Regions from separate parts of the Mus musculus genome. Here regions 1, 2, 4 and 5 are each linked to region 3. A link is a contact called in public HiChIP or PLAC-seq and promoter capture Hi-C data. All regions are on one chromosome and are shown on one strand. Each heading gives the region's core, a stretch centred on a gene start, on an enhancer-like site or on the middle of the called end of the contact. The rest is flanking DNA. Distances are from core to core; before and after follow the strand shown. Region 1 has its middle 64 kb from the start of 4732440D04Rik. Region 2 holds the start of Xkr4 (X-linked Kx blood group related 4). Region 3 holds the start of Mrpl15 (mitochondrial ribosomal protein L15). Region 4 overlaps Rb1cc1 (RB1-inducible coiled-coil 1). Region 5 holds the start of Npbwr1 (neuropeptides B/W receptor 1).

Region 1 (2,700 bases), core at 195-2,694, 1.5 Mb before region 3:
AAGTAGTTAGGTAAGCATAGAGGGTTAGAAAAATTAGTCAATTGTGCTTAAAGCTTGTTGAATAAATATTTCAATAGGTCTCAGACTCAATTATTTGGGAGCTAGCCAGGTTAGAAAAAACTTTTAAGCTTCATCCAATATCTACTTTCCAACAGGGATACAGAATTTATTAATATTTTTCATAGCAACCTATTACTTACAAGTGTGGTGTACATTTATAAAAAAATAACAAAATTAATACATGAATACTTACTCATGAGAGTATTCAGAAAACTAAACATATTTGTAGATTGTAATAGCTCTTTCTATAAAAGTGATAAAAGTGATGACTATTTCTTGAATACAACCATGTCCTTTCAATTTATTACATACACAATAATGTTACATGCTGAACCTGAAATATCCTCTGAAGGATCAAATTTTGAACACTTGGGCCCAGATATTTTGGGAGAGTTCTGTACGTAGACTTTGTCAAGTAGAAATGAGCTGAAAGTGGTGAGTTCCTGGAGGAAAGTTCTCAGGGACATGTTATCCCTGCCCCTTTCATGCTTCACTCTGTTTCTTGGTCAGCTTAATATGAACAACTTTACCAACATATTCTTGCTTTTATGATCTGAGTTTCTCCTACCATGAAGACGGGAGTCAAAAGAATTCTGTCAGGCATTCTGTTACTGCATTGCAAAAGGTCAATAAATCCTACCTAGCTCTTGATGTTCTGGCCTAAACACTGTAGCTAGTTTATGACGTAAGATTGTAATGGTCTCAGTAGACAGTGGCTATGCTGACTTTTGTAGCAGTGAGGGGTATGTATGTTTCTAGTCACTACTGGTTAATGTGGAGGTCTGTTGGCAAACCAGGACCTAGAACTGGAAGAGGATCTGCTACTCCCAGCCTATGTGGGCTTATTAGGGCTGGATTGATGATTAAATGCATGATCAAATGCAAAGTGCATTTCTTAATGTTCTTATTTAGAAGGGCACTGTTCTAGAACATGTCACTGTATTTACATATATGTGCATTGCTTTTATGACTGTAAGGCAAGCCCTTTAGTGGACGTGTTCAGAAGATGAAACAACCAATATCAAGCTTCACAGGAAGCTGCTCTCACCCCCTTGGCCGAGGTTAAACTGGAACACTCATGAGAATGTGGTACTTCTGGGAGCTGTTAAGTGGACGAAGGCAGAAGGGAAAAGTATAGCTTCGTGTTAGAAAACTCAACCTGGTTTAAAGGCAGTATGAGACACCCAGAAGCTATAGCGAAACAGGTCGCACAGGGAGCTAAACTGTAATTTGTGATGAGAGAAAATGCTGGGAATGCGGAGTTTATGCTTGTGAGACAGGCTATGCGTTTTCAGAAGAGTTGTGGTTAAGAACATAAGCATTCGTGTTCATCTCCTAGGCTAGTTAAGGTCATAGTCACTTGCAGAGCAGAATTCCAGAGAGATTACAAGTGACACCAGCAACACGAGCTCTCCAGCTCTACTGGAATTGGATGATGACGGTTCTAAGGCAGTTAAGGAGAATTACAACATCATTTCGGAATCAGATTCCCAGAAGCCTTTTTTTAAAAGGTGCCACAAAACCAGAGTTCAGAAATAACCCCCAACATTCATAAAACAAAACAAAAAGACTGTCAAGGGCTATGGAATCCACCAGAAACTCCTAAAATGGTAAAAATGAAAGTTGAACGCAACTTCAAAGATTAACAGCACACTGACATAAAGTGGTGATGTGTGTAAAATGGTTAAGCAGTGTTGCCATGGGGTGCAAGGTATGTATAGCAAGGCAGCCCTGGCTGCATTCTAACAGGACACATGCGTGCAACTGCTTAGATTGGAAGCTAAGTGAGGGAGGAACCTGAGTTGATCTTAAGGGCTGCTACTCTTTTCTTAACATTGGAAATGACATTGCTAATAAGCTTTAAGATAGGAATGAAAGAAACTGGTGTTGCTTACTCTAAATGGCTGCCAAGTCTGAGACACCCAAGAAGTATGTAAACCAAATAGCTTACAGCTGACTGCCTTGTCTCTTTACCACTATGTTAAGAACTGCTTGGGAGAATTTCCATCTCACCCATAAAGATTATAAACTGTACTACTTAAAATTTTTGGCTAAAGACAATGTACCAAGGGTATGAGGAACATATGAGCTACCAGTTAGTAGGAATTAATAAGTTTTGCTTCCTAGCTTTTAAATAATTATCAAGGCAGTTAAATTTATGAAAATTAAGCATTACCAACTTTGCTTGGCTTTAGTTCACATGCATCCACATGATTTCTGCTTGATTTTTGTGTTGCTGAGGACCAAACCCAAGCTCTCACTATGGGCAAGCAATTCAATGAAGATATATCCCCAGCTGCATATTTTTAAAAGCCCATGTATATCTGTAAACCTAAATCTTAAAAGACAATAGCTATTTTAGACGTAGCTTTAAAAAGGACTGCAATTTTCCAACTTTTTTCTCTCAGTATCCCTGGACATTAACTCCGTGTTGAGTCTGATTTTGACCCAAAGAATGTGGTAAAGCTTCTGACCTATGTTGTCACTCTTACTAGGATGTTGCTGTCTCTTTGTGAGCATCAGTTATCAAAAGGGCTATCTATACAAGGCATTCCTAAATCAAATATGTGAGGACATGGCTATATGGACTATTCGATCCCAGCCCATTGACACACATCCCCCCAGTGAAATGAGTAAATA
Region 2 (2,755 bases), core at 182-2,681, 1.1 Mb after region 3:
GTTTTCTTAACTTAAAAAGGAAAAAGATATCCCATATTTTGTTGGGATTTAAAGGGTTTTTTTTGGTGGTGGTGGTGTTTTTTTTTTTTTTTTTTTTTTTTTTGGTTGGTTGTTTTTGTTTGTTTGTTTGTTTTTTAAACTGCAACATATTTTATTACATTCTCTTCGAGAATAGATTAAATTCGAGTCATTTCTGAAGTTATGAGACCCTACAGTAAGTCTGTACGTTTATAGGTTTAAGGGAAGGTAATTGCAGTTTTGGAATAAGAGAAGTGGCATTAGCTTTGGGATCTGCCACTCCCTGCGCGGGGCCAAGGGCCGAGCTAGTTCTCTTTTCCCTGGTTACTAGCCATGTCCCTCCTCCCACCGCCGCGCTCTAGGTTGCCGCCGCCAGAGGTGCAGCGTTTCCCACCTGCGGTTAGGAGTAGCCCCACCATGGTGTCTGCCTAGTGCTGCTGCCTCAGGCTCGTTAAACTCGCAGGGGGACAGGGCTTCATGCACCCACCTCCTGAGATAGGGCCTTTGCATTTCTCTAGGCTGGGGTTTGGCAGGACAGCATCCCTGGGGCTGCTCTCGCCTTATCCCGAGGGCTCGCCCTCTGCTGCCAGCTTTGCTTTAGGTGTTCTAGCTCTGCAAGTACTGTGCCACCCAGGATCTCCAAAGCATGGCACGCCCACCACCGCCGCCAGTATAGGAGCCCTAGCTTCCTAGTTAAAGCGTGTTCACCCTCGCCAGCAACACACCTAGCACCATACCACACCCAGCCAGGTGCCGAGCGCGCCCGGTACAATACAAAGAGACCATTTCTTCCGCAGCCTTCGCTGCTGCCACGCCCGCTTGTGTCCGTGGCCCCCTACCCTCGGCAGTGACCCAACACCAAGGCTCTAACACGCGGCGCGCTCTGCCCATCCCATCCCCCCAGCTTCGAGGAAATCCACTCAACGCTCTTCGCTATCCCACGAGCCTGGACTGGGCCTCCGATTGCCGTGCTGTTGCCCTCCGCGTCCAGCACTGGCCAGCCAGGCACCCCCACCCGCCGCTCCCCTCAATCCCAGCCCCTCCTCCGGGCCCTCCTTCTCGCCCCTCCCCAGCCGGGGTGGGAGCGGCGGCAGCTGGAAGGGAAGGGATGAGGTCATCCTCTCCCTCGGAGTCAGCTGGTGGAGGAGAGGCTGCGGGAGGAGGGAGCGCGCGCGAGGGGAGGAGAGGAATGTGCAGGTCCGAGGAGCTCCGCGGCGGCCGCTGCTGCTCCTGCTGCTGGCGGCGGCGGCGGCTCGTGCTGCAGCCGCGGGGCCGGGCCGGCGCGGAGCGCGGGCGGCTGTCAGGGGCGCGCGCGGGCCGGCGCGAGCAGCTGGGCTCGGCGCAGGCAGCCAGGCGGCGCTCCTGCGGGTCCCGAGCGTGCGGCTAGCCGGGCCCAGCGCCCAGCCCCGCGGGCGGCGGCGGGCGAGCGGGCGCTGGAGTAGGAGCTGGGGAGCGGCGCGGCCGGGGAAGGAAGCCAGGGCGAGGCGAGGAGGTGGCGGGAGGAGGAGACAGCAGGGACAGGTGTCAGATAAAGGAGTGCTCTCCTCCGCTGCCGAGGCATCATGGCCGCTAAGTCAGACGGGAGGCTGAAGATGAAGAAGAGCAGCGACGTGGCGTTCACCCCGCTGCAGAACTCGGACAATTCGGGCTCTGTGCAAGGACTGGCTCCAGGCTTGCCGTCGGGGTCCGGAGCCGAGGACACGGAGGCGGCCGGAGGCGGCTGCTGCCCGGACGGCGGTGGCTGCTCGCGCTGCTGCTGCTGCTGCGCGGGGAGCGGCGGCTCGGCGGGCTCGGGCGGCTCGGGCGGCGGCGGCCGGGGCAGCGGGGCGGGCTCTGCGGCGCTGTGCCTGCGCCTGGGCAGGGAGCAGCGGCGTTACTCGCTGTGGGACTGCCTCTGGATCCTGGCCGCCGTGGCCGTGTACTTCGCGGATGTGGGAACGGACATCTGGCTCGCGGTGGACTACTACCTGCGTGGCCAGCGCTGGTGGTTTGGGCTCACCCTCTTCTTCGTGGTGCTGGGCTCCCTTTCTGTGCAAGTGTTCAGCTTCCGCTGGTTTGTGCATGATTTCAGCACCGAGGACAGCTCCACGACCACCACCTCCAGCTGCCAGCAGCCTGGAGCAGATTGCAAGACGGTGGTCAGCAGTGGGTCTGCAGCCGGGGAAGGCGAGGTTCGTCCTTCCACGCCGCAGAGGCAAGCATCCAACGCCAGCAAGAGCAACATCGCCGCCACCAACAGCGGCAGCAACAGCAACGGGGCCACCCGGACCAGCGGCAAACACAGGTCTGCGTCCTGCTCCTTTTGCATCTGGCTCCTGCAGTCACTCATCCACATCTTGCAGCTTGGGCAAATCTGGAGGTACTGTATCAGGGTGGGGGTTGAGAGAGACTACTACTGTTCCTACATGCCTGCCCACCATGTCCACTGTTCTACTTTTGCATGAAATCTTTCCTAATGACTAGTAAGCCAAGTCACTCTTGTGGTTTTCTTTTCTAAACTGCTCCTTACCTAACTCATGTTAGGTGAGGAAAAAGAAACCAAGGAAGGGCACGCAGGAACGTGTTTGTAGTCTGTCACGTTTCCCATCTTCTCATAGACTAGTTTTTCTATGTATGCTACAAGTTCTCCCCCGATTGTAGACTTAATATTTCACTAGCAGAGGATTCCTCTCACACTTACTAAAAAGTCATTTATATTATGTAGAATTCTTGGTGTGTTGTACTTTTGATGGTTTCC
Region 3 (2,700 bases), core at 56-2,555:
CTGTAGCCCTCCCATATCTGTCTCTTCCATCTTCTTTTTGCCTTTCCTATAATCATCCTCATACCCCAAGTCGTGGTTTCCATGTTGAATGACCAGCAGGCTCTGGCCCCAGGCCCAAATCCATGGTTTTGAGTAGCTCACCCCGATATCTACCTTATGTGTAACCTGTTGGAACATGTGAAAGGGCTAGCTAGTCCTGCTGATCCAGAGCTGCAGGATCTCAGTGACCTAGGACAATAGCAGGATAACCGAATAGAGTCCCTGTGAGGATCCAATATTGGTGTAGCAGAAGCCAGAGACCTAGAACCAGACCAATGACTCATTGCAATGTACATTTGCAAGTAATAATGTATGGACAAAAGGGTATACTGTAGGACACACTGTGACACACGACAGCTTCACGATGAGGTTTCCTAAACTTTATTTTTATTTTGGGGGGGGGGGGGTTTGCAAGGGCAAAAAGGACGGAGGGATTGTGGATCTGGAGTGTATGATGTGAAATTCACAATGAATCAATAAAATAAAAATAAAGGTTTATTTGAGTTAGAAACAGCTGCTTATTAAATTGTCTCACCTTCACTATATAACTGATAGAGCTTGGTAGGAGCAATTCTCCAGCAAGACAGTGGAACGGAAAAAGAATATAAAAATGAACACATTGTTTTCTATATTACTTGTATTAAGACAAGTTTTAAAAATCATTTAATTTGGAGAGTTAAATATATGTTTGGCAGTTTAAGTTCATTAGCTTTGAATCCTATCTATACCATCTGCTGTGACAGCTGGGTCGATCTGATAGGCATAAAACCACACCTCGCTTCTAGCGTGGTTGTTTATATGAATCTAGTAAGGCTAACTTTAACTCAGTTTCTGGCATACCCCAGGAGCTAAGTATGCCCCACCCCCCATCGTTAACTGCAAGGCACGCTATTAGGTTGAACCTAATTAGACAATTAATTCTAGAGCCAGGCACTGTAACAGTTGAATTACCAGAGTCTCAAAGCTTGAACCTGTTCACATCATTTTGGATTACTTTTCGCTTCATGAGGCCCCACTTTTACCGTACAGCGTGTTCAGTCATTACAGGGCAGAAGAGAACAGTTTTCGTTCACAAAATGGTACCAAAGCCAGAGGATAAAGCATGATCTCACAAAAGTTGATGCAGTTCCCCGAAGTAAAAAGACATCAAGCCTGGAAGCTGGAAGACATAGCCTACCGACGCGGATGCGGTCGCTCTGCAGCACGACAGGGGCGGGGCAGTACGGCCGCTGCAGCGCGACAGGGGCCGGGCGGAGCCGTAAAGCAACGCGGAGTCTACGCCGCTTCCTGGGCGCCCTTGAAGCACCGCGGGTCATGGCTGGCACGGCGCGCGGCTGCGGGACCAGCCTGGACCTGCTGCGGTCCTTGCCGAGAGTGAGCCTGGCCAACCTGAAGCCCAGTCCTAACTCCAGAAAACGGGTAAACGCTTGGCGGCGGTGCGGGGAGTGCAGGGGCCGCGTCACTCTGGCGATGGACGCGTGCGGGCGCCTGGCTCCCTTCCGCGTGCGCCCAGTGTTAAGGATGCTAAGCAGGCGGAGGGTACACACTCGGGAACTGCAGACGATTCATCCAAAATTGCGTTTAAACTGAACTGCTTAGCAAGTGCCTATCGTCGTTATAAAAATCCCAGTGTTTTTTCTACATTCCAGCTGGCCAATGTGCAACCCAGGGTGCAACTAGAAAACTGTTGTGGGTCGGCTGCTCGGCTTTTACAGTAACTTAATATACGGCTTTTTTTTTAGGGGGGGGGGCGGTTGACAAAGTCAATTAAGGGAAAGATGTTACGGAGTTAGAGAACACCGAAAGACTACCCGACTCTATCCAGTTGTAATTAGCCAATTTTTTAATGTTATAGTGCAGCCAACCACAATTCCCCTTAGGCCCAGGTTAAAGGGGTAGAAGGTGGAGGGCTTTGAAAGGTCGCAATTACTTTATTTCTGGGGAACTTACAGCTACATGAGGAACTTTACCGAAGCAATTAATCATTTCACATCAGTTTTACAATTCTGTGGAGGGGGACAAGTTGCCAGGAGCTTATCTTTTAGGAATTTAGGAAATTAGAATGTGTCCCTAGCAAAAATTGGAGTTTTCCTTAGCCATATGTGATCTAATTACATATTTACGATTAATTTAAAAATAAAACATTTAATGTCACTCAAGCCTCGTTTTGGCTGTTTAGTTCTAGGATTTTCTTTTTCCGTTCCAGCTGCTTTTTCCTGAAGACTAAATTTAGGCCCTTAGCTTGTTTGTTCAAGCACACTATACCACTGAGCTGTAATCCCAAACCCTTTCCCGATGCCCTCTCACCGCCCCCCCCCCCCCCCCCCCCCAGGGTTTCTCTGTAGAGCCCTGGCTGTCCTGGAACTCACTTTTTAGACCAGGCTGGCCTCGGACTCAGAAATCCTCCTGTCCCTGCCTCTCGAGTGCTGGGATTAAAGGCATGCGCCACCACATCTGGTTCCCTTTCCCGATTTTTAAATGCTTTATTCAGAGACAGACTCTCAGAAAATTGGGGGTTGCTGGCCTTGCCCTTTTTTTGTAGCTTAGGCAGGCCTTGAACTTTGAATCCTCCTGCCTCAACCTAGCAGATAGCAATCACTACAGGGACCTAGCTTATTGTAGAGCTTGTTATTCCTGTTGGATCCCATCCCTTCCTTAGAA
Region 4 (2,700 bases), core at 100-2,599, 1.5 Mb before region 3:
TTATAATATAGAAATTTAGTCCTTAAAAAAAAAAAAAAGAAATTTAGTCCTAGTTAGAAAAAAAAAAATACATACACAAAATGAGGAAGGCCAGGAGTCCAGTCCTTTAAACAGACGATTTCTTAAAAAGGACTTCCCTGTACAAAGAAACCAGGAACATGGTTATTTTAGAAATTACCTAAAGGCCAAAAAATAAAGAAGGAAAAGGGTAAATAAATTAATACTTACTAAATAATTTCCCAAAGGATTCCCTTTTTGACTTTTCAGCTTCATATAGTTGTTTTCCGTCTTTGACTAAAGCACCAGCCCACTTAGAAGAGGAACATTTATGTTAATAAAATATACCAATTATGAATGTTAATATATAATTAAATAATTAGAATTGCTTACCTCTCTGTAGTGTTTAATGAACATTTTTCTTCTTACAACCTCAACAACAGCTAGGCAATACATCTGAGGAACTGTACTAAGAGCCTCAACAATTCTGACTCTTTCTAACAGCTCTATTACAAGGCGGAGCAGTGCCTGCAGTTTTTCTCCATCTTGATCAGCATGAAGCATCACAAAACAACACCACCTATAGAAAAAGATTCATTGTTTTCCACATTTGCTAAAAGTCATTTGTAGGTAAGCTATGAAGATCAAGGCTCTATAAAGTCTAACCCTAGAGTTCATCAATATGCATTTCAATGAAATTACTGTTATTACTGGGAAGATTAAAAACACAAAAACTGAAGTCTGACGGAATCTCTTACTTCAGTCTGACGTGGAGATTGTTTGCTAGCTCTTGTTTGGCAGTGGTGCACTTCTGTTTAATATCCAACAGTTTTCTGTGGTTTTGCAACATAATCATTAGTTGATTTGCATGACTCAGACACAGATCAGGTAACACAGATGCATCCTTCAAGTTTTCAGCTCTCATCTGATTAGCTAAAAATCCCTTTGGGAAGGAAAATGACATAAGCTCTCAAGAGAAAAACTGACAAGGAACCACTTTTCATTTAGATTCCTAAAATTCCTATCTCCCATTAAAGGCGGGTGGGGGGTAAAAAGAAATGGCTATTCCAAGGACAGAAAGCCAACTTACAACAATATGTAGCTTGAAAGCTTTACTAAAATAATTAACACAAACACAAGCCAAAAGCAAACAAATTCTTTAAAATGTCATGGAAACACAAAATTTAAGCTATCTTAAACTTTTATAATATTTGTGGTTTTTTATTAAAAATAAGCACATAAAACATCAACATCACAAAGAATAAAAAACATATAACTACCAAGCAGAGACCACAGCACTTAAGTAGGAAGACAGCCTGGGCTAAACAGGAAAACTCCAGTCCATCAAGTGTGACAAGCGGGAGGAAGAAGGGGAGGGAATGAGGAGAGGGACACTAGCACAAAATGAAATTCAGCTGCTTGCCTCTGGGAGCTAGAAATCAAGTGGTCATAAACACGATACCTGAGCAAGCTCTTTCTGTTCATTTACCAGCCGGCTACAGCTAGCAATCATCTGGTCCAAGGCATACAGCCGATCTTCAAGCCCTTTAATGGCTTTCATATTCTGATTATCAAGTTTGGCAATAGTTTGATGGCATTCTAACATAAATGGTTGAATAATCTTTGGGTCAAGCTAAATGAGAAGGAAACATATATGAGTAAAATCTTCTGGAAATAGTTTTAACTATATTTCACAGTAACTAGATACAGACTAAGATACAAAGGATATAGAAAATGATACAGAAAAATGCACAGGAAATAAAGTTATACTAGCAAAGGAAGATTAATAGGATGAACCCCATCCTAAACAACTGGTGTTAAACAAATCACAATATAAAAGTCAAGACCATAATAACTTCAGTAATCATAACTCTCAACCAATTTAAACAATTCTCAGTATCCCTAAGAATGTTATTTTCAAAGTCATCAAGGACATATAAAGTGGAGCTAATGACAAACCCACTCTTTGGTAGTAACTCATCAACTCATCTTCTCTCAAAGCATCTTCCATAGCCAGGTATGTTTGGCATATGTTTGTAATTCAGAACTCAAGAAGCAAGGTAGAATTAAACCAAAAGTTCAGGCCAGCATAGGCAACTCAGCAAGATCCCATTCTTTAAAAAGGCAAGGTTTTTCCTTAACAAATGGGACAGAAAGCTTAAACTTAATCTCTATTGAAAGGAAATGGTTTGGTCAATGAGATGTCTTAATAGTTAATTTTTCCTGTCCTCTGACTTTAGTTCTACGTGTTTGTAGTGTAAAATTTAACTACATGATGCGCTTGGTGGTGCCTGTTTTCTAGTAAAACTGGTCACAGATATTAAATGACCTTGTTTCATTAAAGGCTCCTGGAACTGTGGTATACTCTACTATCTCCTCACCTAAACCTAGAGCCTTGGTGGGTAAAAGGGCATGAGTAAATGCCTTCTCTCCTTTCACAATGAGTCCTGGGGGTTAAAATGAAGTTTCAGGCTTTGACCTACTGGGCCACCTTGTCAGATCCTAAGCTCAACCTTCAATGGAGGAAAACTAGTTCAGCCTTCCTGCCTCAGCAGGGGTTCTGAATACCTGCCAATAGCAGCATGTAGGCATCCTCTAAGTTATTCTTCAACTGTGTTCATTTTGTATATGTGCAAACACATGTAAATACATACACATGTGTGTGGGCACGATTGTGAGCTCTCAGAAGCCATGACATATACA
Region 5 (2,899 bases), core at 371-2,870, 1.1 Mb before region 3:
TGCTCCTGCTACAGGGAGGGAGGGGGAATGAGGGAGAGGGAGAGAAAGAGAGAAAGAGAGAGGGTGAGGGAGCACTTAGGTCTAAGTGGGATGCCTCCTCCATTCAGAACTCAGGAAAACAGGCAGAAGGAGTCTTTATATACCTTAGTTATATGCACACAGACTGTGCAGGTTTGTACCATGTCCTCATCAAATATATTCTAGCTTCTAGATTAGTGTTTTTGTGCGATTTCTGGGTGTGCAAATGAGAGAGTCTCTAAATCCTTCTCTTGGATTTGTTTCCTTCTATTGATTCATCCTGTCCAACTTTAATGTGACAGTTTTTGCTTTATATTTTGTTTTGTTATATTTTCTAAAATGAATATGAATGCACTAATGAAAACCCAGTCACTAGAGGAAGGGTTAACAACTAAATTGTCAATTATACCTGCTGTAAAAGGGGGAATTAGTTTTCTCCAATACAGTGATATTGGATTTATCAACTCTTCCAGGGCAGGACTCATGTTCAAGAATAGTTGATCAACATTTAATGATCTCCACAGTTTTGCTTTTGTATGTTTATGGTTTTATTTGATTACAGTTTAGTGGGTTTTTTTCTCTCTCTGTTTAGGTGTTTCTTTATTTTATTTTCTTGGATTTGGGAGTTTTTGTTGTGTTTGGTTTTGTTCTTGTTTGTTTTGAGAAAGAGCTTAAAGTTGGGTGGGTAGAGAGAGGATCTAGACGACTTGGGGTAGGGGAAGACTACGATCAAAATAAATTTAATTTTAACATTGATTTAAATAATGATACATATAATAAAGAAATAAAACATGTTATGGGAACCTCATCTCCAACTGTTCTTCAAAAACAGGATATTATTTTTTTTAACTTTGTCATTCTTAGTTTTAGTTTCTGACAGGTGAGCTTTTTATAATTCCAGATGAACTGAATTAAAACAGCAGGAAGGCAGCAAAGAAGTCTTTTGAGGAAGGGGGCGCTGTTTTCTGTTAGATCAGAGGATTTTTCTAGGAGTGGAGTGGGAAAGGGTGACAGGTTGACTGAGCCGCGCTTCCTGTACTTCAGGTTCTTGGGAGAACTCCTGGAGAGTCCAGCAGTAGTCTCTGGGCAGACAACAGGAGACAGACTAGGCTGGCAGGCATCTCATTGCTGCTGCAGCGTCCTCCAGCAGACAGTGGGTTCCTCCCTGACCTCCCCAGGAAACTCAGATCTTTGCTGGGACTCGCCAGGTAAGATAAAGATTGCTGTTGCAAGTCCTATTATCTAGCGTGCTCGGAAACACACCTCTGCTGAATTCGCCGGTGTGACCTCAGTGTGAATTCCTTAAGCTCTAAAACAGGGGATTGGGTGCATTTACGGTTTCCTAGGAGTCAAGTGGCTTCTGCATAGCACTTTGATGTATTCAGTGGACTGGAATCTGATTTCCACAGGTGGAGAGAAGAGCTTGGGACACTGTAGCTACTTTCTATGGACCTCATTTCTCCTTAAAGCTATACCTCCAGAAATGTAAGCTGTGTTTTCAATTCTGTCTCCAGCCTTGGAGTCCCGGCGTCAGCGAGCTTAGTAGCAGCGGGGAACGCCCCCTCCGGTGCGCATCCAGAGAAAAGCTGTGACACTCAGGCAGTGCCTGGGTGCAGATCCCTGTAAACGTGGGCGCATAAACCTCGAGTTTCGCGGGGCTGCTGAGTGGAATCCTGGTGGTCGCCTGCTCTCCAGCCCTCTCCAAGATGCATAACTTAACGCTTTTCGAGTCTGGAGGGGACAACGTGTCTTGCGGCGGCTCATCTTTGGGCTGTCCCAACGGGTCCAGCCTGGCTCCTCTGCCGCTGCCGCAGCCACTGGCGGTAGCAGTGCCTGTCGTCTACGGGGTAATTTGCGCCGTGGGACTGGCTGGCAACTCTGCGGTGCTGTACGTACTGCTGCGCACGCCGCGCATGAAGACTGTCACCAACGTGTTCATCCTCAACCTGGCTATCGCCGATGAGCTCTTCACCCTCGTGCTGCCCATCAACATCGCGGACTTCCTGCTGAGGCGCTGGCCCTTCGGGGAGGTCATGTGCAAGCTCATTGTAGCCGTCGACCAGTACAACACTTTCTCTAGCCTCTACTTCCTCGCCGTCATGAGCGCCGACCGATACCTGGTGGTTCTGGCCACAGCAGAGTCGCGCCGGGTGTCCGGGCGCACTTACGGTGCAGCGCGTGCTGTCAGTCTGGCGGTGTGGGCGCTGGTGACGCTGGTCGTGCTGCCCTTTGCGGTATTCGCTCGGCTGGACGAGGAGCAGGGTCGGCGCCAGTGCGTGCTGGTCTTCCCGCAGCCCGAGGCCTTCTGGTGGCGTGCCAGCCGTCTCTACACACTAGTATTGGGCTTTGCCATCCCGGTGACCACCATCTGTGCTCTCTATACCACTCTGCTCTGCCGACTGCGTGCTATCCAGCTAGATAGCCACGCCAAGGCCCTGGATCGTGCCAAGAAGCGCGTGACCTTGTTGGTGGCGGCGATTCTGGCTGTGTGCCTCCTCTGCTGGACGCCTTATCACCTGAGTACCATAGTGGCCCTCACCACCGACCTCCCGCAAACGCCGCTGGTCATCGGCATCTCTTACTTCATCACCAGCCTGAGCTATGCTAACAGCTGCCTCAACCCTTTCCTCTATGCCTTCCTGGACGACAGCTTCCGCAGAAGCCTCCGGCAATTGGTGTCATGCCGTTCAGCCTGATGCCCTTTCCACCTCTTTCCACCGCAGGCAGCACTGCCAGCTGGGTTCAGGAGAATTCCGGGACTGTGGTTCCCAAGTGCAGCCCGAAATCCTGAGGCCCATTCCAGGCATTCAGTACCACAGGCCCTACCCAGGACTGATACCACAGGCCCTAACCAGGACTGATCCGGGATTTGCCCGGCCTT

The links. Promoter capture Hi-C pulls out the DNA fragments that hold promoters and counts their contacts. HiChIP or PLAC-seq counts read pairs in DNA pulled down with a chosen protein or histone mark.
Region 1: a promoter capture Hi-C map of hippocampal neurons shows a contact between it and region 3, with 4 times the contacts expected there. The contact joins the enhancer-like site here to the promoter of Mrpl15 in region 3. A contact is called at or near these places in 5 of 39 promoter capture datasets (the 3T3-L1 cell line, cranial neural crest, hippocampal neurons and 1 more).
Region 2: an H3K4me3 HiChIP or PLAC-seq map of stem cell-derived neural progenitor cells shows a contact between it and region 3, with 7 times the contacts expected there. The contact joins the promoter of Xkr4 here to the promoter of Mrpl15 in region 3. A contact is called at or near these places in 3 of 39 promoter capture datasets (cranial neural crest, embryonic stem cells and hippocampal neurons), 3 of 484 Hi-C or Micro-C datasets (Sertoli cells, cerebral cortex and cortical neurons) and 2 of 115 datasets of contacts at active chromatin or transcription factors (astrocytes and stem cell-derived neural progenitor cells).
Region 4: a promoter capture Hi-C map of the HPC-7 cell line shows a contact between it and region 3, with 10 times the contacts expected there. The contact joins the enhancer-like site here to the promoter of Mrpl15 in region 3. A contact is called at or near these places in 6 of 39 promoter capture datasets (the 3T3-L1 cell line, the C10 cell line, the HPC-7 cell line and 3 more) and 1 of 115 datasets of contacts at active chromatin or transcription factors (astrocytes).
Region 5: a contact with region 3 is called in an H3K4me3 HiChIP or PLAC-seq map of stem cell-derived neural progenitor cells, with 8 times the contacts expected there. The contact joins the promoter of Npbwr1 here to the promoter of Mrpl15 in region 3. A contact is called at or near these places in 16 of 39 promoter capture datasets (the 3T3-L1 cell line, 3T3-L1-derived adipocytes, the C10 cell line and 9 more), 1 of 15 datasets of contacts at CTCF or cohesin (pro-B cells), 46 of 484 Hi-C or Micro-C datasets (B cells, the Ba/F3 cell line, the G1E-ER4 cell line and 27 more) and 7 of 115 datasets of contacts at active chromatin or transcription factors (the HPC-7 cell line, astrocytes, embryonic stem cells and 3 more).

Annotation. Positions count from the first base shown.
Region 1 is chr1:6,279,110-6,281,809 of GRCm38.p6, reverse strand. No RefSeq gene overlaps it. Among named protein-coding and RNA genes, the nearest start is that of 4732440D04Rik, 64 kb to the right of the region's middle. Within about 2 kb of position 1,444, at least 51 of the 459 cell types and tissues checked have an H3K27ac peak or open chromatin away from gene starts, as enhancers often do.
Region 2 is chr1:3,670,174-3,672,928 of GRCm38.p6, reverse strand. Xkr4 (X-linked Kx blood group related 4) reads left to right here and starts at 1,431. Exons shown (of 3, transcript NM_001011874.1): 1 at 1,431-2,377. The coding sequence starts at 1,581. It also overlaps the pseudogene LOC108167595.
Region 3 is chr1:4,784,331-4,787,030 of GRCm38.p6, reverse strand. Mrpl15 (mitochondrial ribosomal protein L15) reads left to right here and starts at 1,305. Exons shown (of 5, transcript NM_001177658.1): 1 at 1,305-1,458. The coding sequence starts at 1,354.
Region 4 is chr1:6,243,035-6,245,734 of GRCm38.p6, reverse strand. Rb1cc1 (RB1-inducible coiled-coil 1) reads right to left here. Exons shown (of 24, transcript NM_009826.4): 8 at 1,460-1,630; 9 at 756-940; 10 at 391-577; 11 at 229-310; 12 at 76-137. Among named protein-coding and RNA genes, the nearest start is that of 4732440D04Rik, 28 kb to the right of the region's middle. Within about 2 kb of position 1,349, at least 5 of the 459 cell types and tissues checked have an H3K27ac peak or open chromatin away from gene starts, as enhancers often do. A contact at or near this core is called in the HPC-7 cell line, where this site is marked.
Region 5 is chr1:5,916,119-5,919,017 of GRCm38.p6, reverse strand. It overlaps Npbwr1 (neuropeptides B/W receptor 1), which reads left to right and starts at 1,620. Exons shown (of 1, transcript NM_010342.1): 1 at 1,620-2,899. The coding sequence starts at 1,725. The coding sequence ends at 2,714.